Linked DNA regions of Sus scrofa: region 1 is linked to region 2. A link is a contact called in public HiChIP or PLAC-seq data. All regions are on one chromosome and are shown on one strand. The core of a region is the stretch at or near the end of the contact, and the rest is flanking DNA. Distances in the headings are between cores, read along the strand shown. Region 1 holds the start of DYNLT1 (dynein light chain Tctex-type 1). Region 2 holds the start of WTAP (WT1 associated protein).

Region 1 (3,743 bases), core at 1,207-3,706, 900 kb before region 2:
ATACATGTATGTATGAGCGGGAAGGTTTCTGGTTTGTTTTCATTTGGTTTTCATCATGCGAGGACCCCAAAGACTGACTTCACTTTAAACCAGAATGTAATTTCTCTGTCCACGTCAACTGGCCACTAGGATCACAACAAATACATAAGTGTATTGAATTACTTGACTTTTTGTATAAATTAACTGTTTCTTTCCCTGATGTAAACTGACTAGATTTGAAACTTCAGACGTTTTGGGTTTGGGCTTTTTTTTAACCACTATTAGTGATATGGCTTACAATGATTTTATGGTTTCCTGTGGTGTTTTGTCCCAGTGTTGTCCTGCTTCAGGACTAGACAGCCGGCTGCTGCACAGTGTGTATCCGCCAGTGTGTCAAGATGAGGTGGGGGGCAGGCTGTGAGCGGTAGGTCTAGGCGCCAGGATTTAGGAGCAGTTTTCTTTTTTCTTTCTTTTTACATAAGGGACTTTTGAATGGATACAAGGTTCCCTCTGAGCCCTGGAAATACCTTCACGGCAGCCCCGGGGCCTCAGTCCACGAGCATCCTGGTGGGATAAAGGCAGAGAACCCTGCTCTGGGCAGGGAATTTTCCCCCTGGCTGGGCTGCTGGCCCGTGGCCCTGTTCCAGCAAGGCCCCTGTGCATCCAGGAGGGTCGAGAGCTGACTGCCTGAAGCCCCCTCACTGGCTGTCCTCCAAAGTCATACTTGCAGACAAAGCCAACTGGCCAAGATAATGAAAATTTGCAGTTATCTTACAGAGGTTAAATTATTTTTCAAAGTTTAAAGGCTCCTTCCAAGAGACTTTGGTGACCCTAAACCATACAGGAAAGTCCCTGCGGTTAAAATATGAAAAAGGGTGAAGGGCATTTCAATGGGCTTTTAGTGGAAAGTACAGCAGTTGCACAAACCACTGGGCAGTTCCAACTTCCAAGGACAGATAACCATGGACCAAGAGGAGAGTTACAGAGCTCCAGGTAACTACATGAAGTTTGCTCTGCAGAGGCTGTTGGGAGGAGTGGTGTGGATACCGAGGGCAGGCCCTCTAGAAGGCAGACAAGGATACACGGGCCTTATCCTGCGCACAACACCCATCACGTTCAGCTCCTTTGTTCTCAGATACGTAGTTGAGATCTGGAATAATGAAGTCACTTAGCCACCTCCCTGGTGAGAGCCAGGATAAGGTGCAGAGAAACAAAATGCCAGGATACCAGGCTTCTTTCTACATTGCCATTTTCCTTCTTAAAGTTTTACTCAATATTCCTATCATACAAGCCTTTTTCCAATATGATAGGAGTTAACAGCTTACAGGGAAAAGCTTCCCTTGGCTAGCTGCTCCTGAACCACCGTTTCTCCCAATGACCCCTGGTCGCTACCATCATTCAAACACTGCTGACGACATTGCCACAGAAAGCTGTGCTAGGTAGGAAACTAGATAAAAATTGAAACTCTGAGATCAGTCCTTAGGCCTTACATATATATTCTTTTCCCCTCAAAACATTCTTGCGTAAATTTCGAAAATGGTAAAAATATCAAACCTTACCGTATTTATCTACACTTTTTATTTCTGACAGGCTGCATAATACACAGGACTCCATTCATCTGTATTTCAACAAGAATTATTTAGCAAAAAGACGGGCAACTTATTCTTCTCTAAGAGCAGTTCCCTTGGTATAATATTCCCTGAATGCTCATAAGCTTGAAGCAAAGCCAGGTAACAACACACTGTTACGATGAATGGCTTCTGCTGGGCAAATTACTGTATGCTTTATGCTGCTGCTCCACTGGGGCAATAAGAGGTGGCTTTTTTCCCCACAAACAGAAGCTTCCTACAGCTCAAACTCAAGCGGAAATGTACGTATGGTGGCCTGGGTGGGAGTGAGGCCAGCAGAGAACAGGTGTAGAACCAAAGACAAAGGCAGGTTCTCCTGTGGTACACGTGTGCCTTTTGCCCACCGCCTGAGCATCAAATCTGCCCGACTGGACGGACTTGGAAGATATAACTGTACGTGCGGGTCGCGCATGCTGCTCACTGCGGAGTCTTGCAAATTTCAGCCAGCGGACGCACCAGCGGCCTCCGTCTTCCCCACCCCAGGGCGGGGTCTGCACACGGAATCAGAGGGGCGAGGGACCGCGCTCTCCCGGGGACGCACGCGGCGCGCGCGCCTTCACGCCCCGCCCCCGAGCCCCGCCCTGGGCAGGACAACGACGCCGGGAGTCCGCCGGGCGGGGGTTCGCCGGGAAGCGCGCCGCAGGGCACCGCTGCAGGCAGCCGGCGCCGGGGACGGCCGCCCCCCACATCCCGACACAGCCCGGGTGCCGGCACACGCCCCTGGCGGCCGCCGCCCACCCGCACCCGGAACTCCCAGCCTCCGCCCTTCCCGCCGTCGACACGGCCGTTACCTCCTCGGTAGCCTGGTAGTCTTCCATCTTCCCTCCTGCGAGTCGCCTCCGCCTCCCTGAGTGGAGCGCACTGCGCAGGCGCACTCAGGCCCCGCCCCGCGCTCGCGTCCGGCCCCGCCCTCCCCTAGGGCCCCGCCCAGGCCGCTCTAGGGCGCCGCCCTTACCCTGGGGCCTGTGCCGCCCTGGCCCGCCCGGCGGGTATTTGGGATGAGCCCTTGCCGCTCTGGTTCTCCGGGGTGGGGGTGGGGGTGTTTACCGCGGGAGCCCCACCCCGGTGTCCCGGCAGCTCCCTGGGCCGCTGCAACTGAAACAAAACAAACGGACAAGCCAGTCCGGGAGGGGGAGAGTCTTCCCGGCCCCTCCCTCCAGTTTGTACTGGGTGGGTTAATTTGAACGTTCAAGCGGGTTTGGACACCTAGTACAGACTGCAAAGTGATTTCTCAACATGATGGGAAGTCTGAGATAGTGTTTGCAGTCCCCTTGGGGATCCAGGATCAGGAACTTTAGTTCTAAACGAAACCTTCCTTTGGGGGAGGTAAGTTTTTCATATAAATGAGATTCTTTTTTTTTTTTTCTTCAAGCACCATTAAAAAAAAAAAAAAAGGCCTTTTGGTTGGAAAATGTAAAATGCTGCATACTTTGTGATTGCCTTAAGCAGCATGACCTAGACGTACACTTAACTTGTATAGGGTCGTTATAAAAATTAGTAATTGCTCTGGGCTCTGGATTCTCTCCAGGAATAGCTGGGTCTATGCACCTGCTTGCATGTGAGTGAGGCTCAGACCTTTGACTTTGGGGCTACTTTCTCTGTTGTTTTCTTTTAACCACGCCTTCGAAGTCAAATGTCACTTCTTACCTCACCAAATCCCAGGAGTTAAAACCCACTTCCTCCTCCTAGGAAGGGCTGACCACAGCACCCTGAGTCTGGGTAGAATGAAGCGGTAGAGCCCACGTTCAGTCACATCTGCAGCCCTTGTTTCCACTTCTAGAATCTAAGTTCCATGCTGGCAAAATCCATTTTATTCACCAATGTATCCCCTGCCCCTTTCACTGTACATGGTAAATATTTTAATTTAAAATGTGTTGAAGGAGTTCCCATTGTGGCACAGCGGAAACAAATCCAACTAGGAACCATGAGGTTGCGGGTTTGATCTGTGGCCTTGCTCAGTGGATTAGGGATCTGGTGTTGCTATGAGCTGTGGTGTTGGTCGCAGACACGGCTCAGATCTGGCAATGCTGGGGCTGTGGCTTAGGCTGGCCGCTGTAGCTCTGACTGGACCCCTGGCCTGGGAACCACCATATGCTGTGGGTGCGGCCCTCAAAAGACAAAAGACAAAAAAAAAAA
Region 2 (3,638 bases), core at 590-3,089:
ACGCTACCAATGTGACTCAGAGTTAAGCTTAATTTGCTATCAACTTTTGCTTCCTTTTAAATTTACTTTCTCTGCTATATAAAACTTTAAAAGTTCAAATTCAGAAAAAGTGTTGCTTTTCTTTCTCCTCCACCACCCTCTATATGTAACCCCCTTTTGTCCCGTCCCCACAGCATGCAAAATTCAGGGGCCAGAGATCAAACCCATGCCACAGCAGCAACCTGAGCCACCGCAGTGACGACACCGGACATTTAACCTGCGGAGCCACATGGGAACTTCCGCAGATAACCACTTATTTTTCTTTCTTTCTTTCTTTTCCACTTTTGGCCACCCCACAGCATATGGAGTTCCTGAGCTGCTGCAACTTCGGCAACACTGGAACTTTAACCCACTGTGAGGGGCCAGGGACCAAACCTGCCACACGATGCTCCCATGATGCCCCCCCCAACCTTTGCCAGTTTCACCACAGCAGGAACTCCTAGATGAATGACCATTTTTACTGTTTCTAAGATATGCTTCCAATTTTCCATATAGGTTGGGATGCATTTCATAGCAACACATAAATATTATCCTCATACTTTATGGTTGTACTGTATCCCATACCCCATGGTAGGGATGGATCATGTATAGCCAGTTCCCTACTAACGGACATATGGGTTATTTCTTTTTCTCTTTTTTTTGGTCTTTCTAGGTCTGCACCCGCAGCATGCGGAGGTTCCCAGGGTAGGGGTCAAATCAGAGCTGTAGCTGCCGGCCTACACCACAGCCACAGCAACGCCAGATCCATAACCCACTGAGGGAGGCCAGGGATCGAACCCATGGATGTTAGTTGGGTTTGTTAACCGCTGAGCCACAACAGGAACTCCGATTTCTAAACTTCTGTGAGGACAGTGCAACAAGAAACCTTGCCTACATGTTATTTCTGTATGTGAGGATGTATTTTCAGAATCAGGTTAGGGTTAGAGGTGGAATTTGCAAGACATGTGAATAAGTGCATATATAATCTTGGTACTCCATAGGGCTTGAATCACTTTCCAATTCCTACCAGAAGGTTAATGAGCACGGTTTATTCGTAGAATTCCAATGTGCATTTCCATTACGCGCGAGGACAAACAACCGTTCATATTTAAGGATCATTGCTGTTCTTTGGTGTGAAATGTCTATTCATGCCTTGCCCATTTTTCTCTTCGGATTTTGGTCTTTGAACACACTTTAATACTATCCTTATAGATTATCTCATTCCAGCACACGTCCTGAGGATAAATGGTTTGGGTAAGGCTAGATAATACCAGCCAAATTAAAAGAATTACCTGAATATATTCAAATTTTAAAACTTACATTACTAGGTTCAAAAACCTTCCAAGGTTCTCCGGTCCCTTGTTTCTGGATGACCAAGGTGCCCCTAGGGCTGCTGACATACGCACAACCTCTCCGCTAGACAACAATAGCTCCCCGGTTGCGCCTCGAGATGTCAAGGCGGGGACAAACCAAGCGTCCAAGAGGCCGTCCTTCCCGAAGAAAGAGGGAGCCCCGGTTTCTAAATTCTCAAAACCTAGTGAGGCCTCGCGGAGTCCACACTGCCCAGCCGCCCAGCCCACGGCCCGCTGCCGAGGTCGCACCTGGCCGCCAGCACGCGGAAGCACCACGGCTGGGAGCTGCACCAAGACGCGGCCAATCACGCGCCGCCTTCGCCCAGATTCCTCCGCCAGAGGCCGCGCTGCAGCCGCAGGTGGCCCAGCGAGCGCGTCCAACCAGCGCCACCGAGCGCGACCCCCGCCGGCCTTCCCGTGATGCCCCGCGGCTGACCTGCGACCTCGCGGCTCACCCCTCCCCGCGGCCCGCTTCCCTCCCCGCCCCCGCCGAGCTGGAAGCGCTGGGGCGGCCGCGGGCCGTGCCACTAGGCGCAGCTCCTCCCCGAGCGCCTCGAGGCCCCCAGCGGGCGCCTTCCATTCGTCTTTCCTCTCCGCGGCGGGGCCTGGCGGGCGGGTCGCTGCGTCCGCGTCCGGGAGGTGACTCGTCGGTGAGCGGGCCGAGCGCGAACATGGCGGGATGGAGAAGGGCGGGCGCCGGCGGCGGCGGCGGCGCGGGGCGGGGCGGCGCGGCGGGAGGAGCGGGGAAGGGGGTGGGGCGACGGGGCCTCGCTTCCTCCCTCAGCGCCATTTTGTGGCAGCGAGACCCGCAAATAAAGGGGAGCGCCAGGGCTGCGGCGGGAGGAGGCGCGCGGGGGCCGGCGGCAGCGCGGTCGGGCGGCCCGGGCAGCGAGCGGCGGCGCGCGGTCGGCCTATGTGACTGGGCGGCGCCCGCGCGGCCTCCGTCCGGAGAGGTAGGTGCGGGCCGGGCCCCGGCCAGAGCGGCGGCGAGGACCTCAGGGTCCCCGGGGCTGAGGCGCGGCCGCCTGGCCCGGCAAAGGGGCGGACAGGGCACGGAGGGCGACTCGGGGTCCCCGGGCCCGCCAGCCTCCCGTTAGCCGCGCCGCCTTCCTGCTGCGGGCACACTTCCGCCGCCCCGAGGCCATTTTACCTTCGCTCTCCGTCTCCGGGCCCGAGGGCGAGGTGGGCGCTCCCGCGGGCCGGCGGCACCGGGAGGCCGCCCCCTCGGCGCGCGTCCCGTCCCCGCCTCGGTGCCGCCGGCGCCCACCTCCTTTCGAGCGGATCCCGCGGTCTGGCGGCACCCACGAGCTCAGCAGGGGAGGGAAAGCAGCGTTCGTTGACCGAATTTCACGTCGCGCAGTGGGGTATTACCGCCGCTGCGTTTTCTTGTGGACTTCCATTTTCAAATGATTGCACGCATCGTGGTTTTTAAAATACATGCTCTTTTGAGCCCGAGATCTTCATAGCATTTTAAACTCTCGTCTTGGATTCCTATAAAGCTGTTTTTAATTTCTTAGAACCCTGTTTCTCTAGTCAGTGGGGAACACCTCAGTGGGAAAGTCCAGGTTCTTGTTTTGATGAAGTCACTTGGCTGTTTGATCCCAAAGGACTATGTGAAAATCCTAAGGAACCCTGATTGTGAAGTAGGAAACTGTTCTTTTGCCCGAGATAGAAAAATACTTCCATGGGTATGTTACAGTCCTGAGTTGCTCCTCTCGTTTTCCATCTCAGAATTTAATTAATTCCATTGCTGAAGAAGAAAAGTGGAAGTCACAGGTCTTTCACCCCAAGTTCTAAGCGGGTTTTTTGCACTTTTAAAGAAAACTTGAATTGTTGATTTACAATGTTACATGAGTGTCAGGCGTACAGTGGAAGTGATTATCCACTGAGTTTTTTATTTTAAAATTTTGACTGTTAAGGTTTCTGTGACATAAACATAGAGGTATTTAAAGCTCTGTTAAAAAATTGCAAGATGCCTGCATTTTATTTATTTACACCTGTCATTCAGTAGCGTCCGATTAGGCAAGTTGGGAAAAGAAATCACGAGCATTAGAAATTGGGAAAGATCTTGCTGTATACACAGGGAGCTGTATCTAATCACTTGTAGTGGAACCCAATGCAGGGCAATGTGAGAAAAAGTGTGTGTGTATGTATATATATATATAAATAACTGGGTCCCTTTGCTGAACAATACAAGTTGACAGAACATTGTAAATTAACTATAATAAAAATTTTAGACTAAAAGACAAAAAATTTGACAAAAACAAA

What was found. HiChIP or PLAC-seq counts read pairs in DNA pulled down with a chosen protein or histone mark.
Region 1: a contact with region 2 is called in an H3K27ac HiChIP or PLAC-seq map of alveolar macrophages. The contact joins the promoter of DYNLT1 here to the promoter of WTAP in region 2. A contact is called at or near these places in 1 of 5 promoter capture datasets (liver) and 1 of 2 datasets of contacts at active chromatin or transcription factors (alveolar macrophages).

The regions. Positions count from the first base shown.
Region 1 is chr1:8,554,796-8,558,538 of Sscrofa11.1, reverse strand. DYNLT1 (dynein light chain Tctex-type 1) reads right to left here and starts at 2,456. Exons shown (of 5, transcript NM_001145385.1): 1 at 2,399-2,456. The coding sequence starts at 2,425.
Region 2 is chr1:7,649,792-7,653,429 of Sscrofa11.1, reverse strand. It overlaps WTAP (WT1 associated protein), which reads left to right and starts at 1,839. Exons shown (of 8, transcript NM_001244241.1): 1 at 1,839-2,020. LOC102157641 reads right to left here and starts at 2,790. Exons shown (of 5, transcript XM_013992444.2): 1 at 2,787-2,790; 2 at 2,496-2,661; 3 at 2,223-2,395; 4 at 1,339-2,149. The coding sequence starts at 2,790.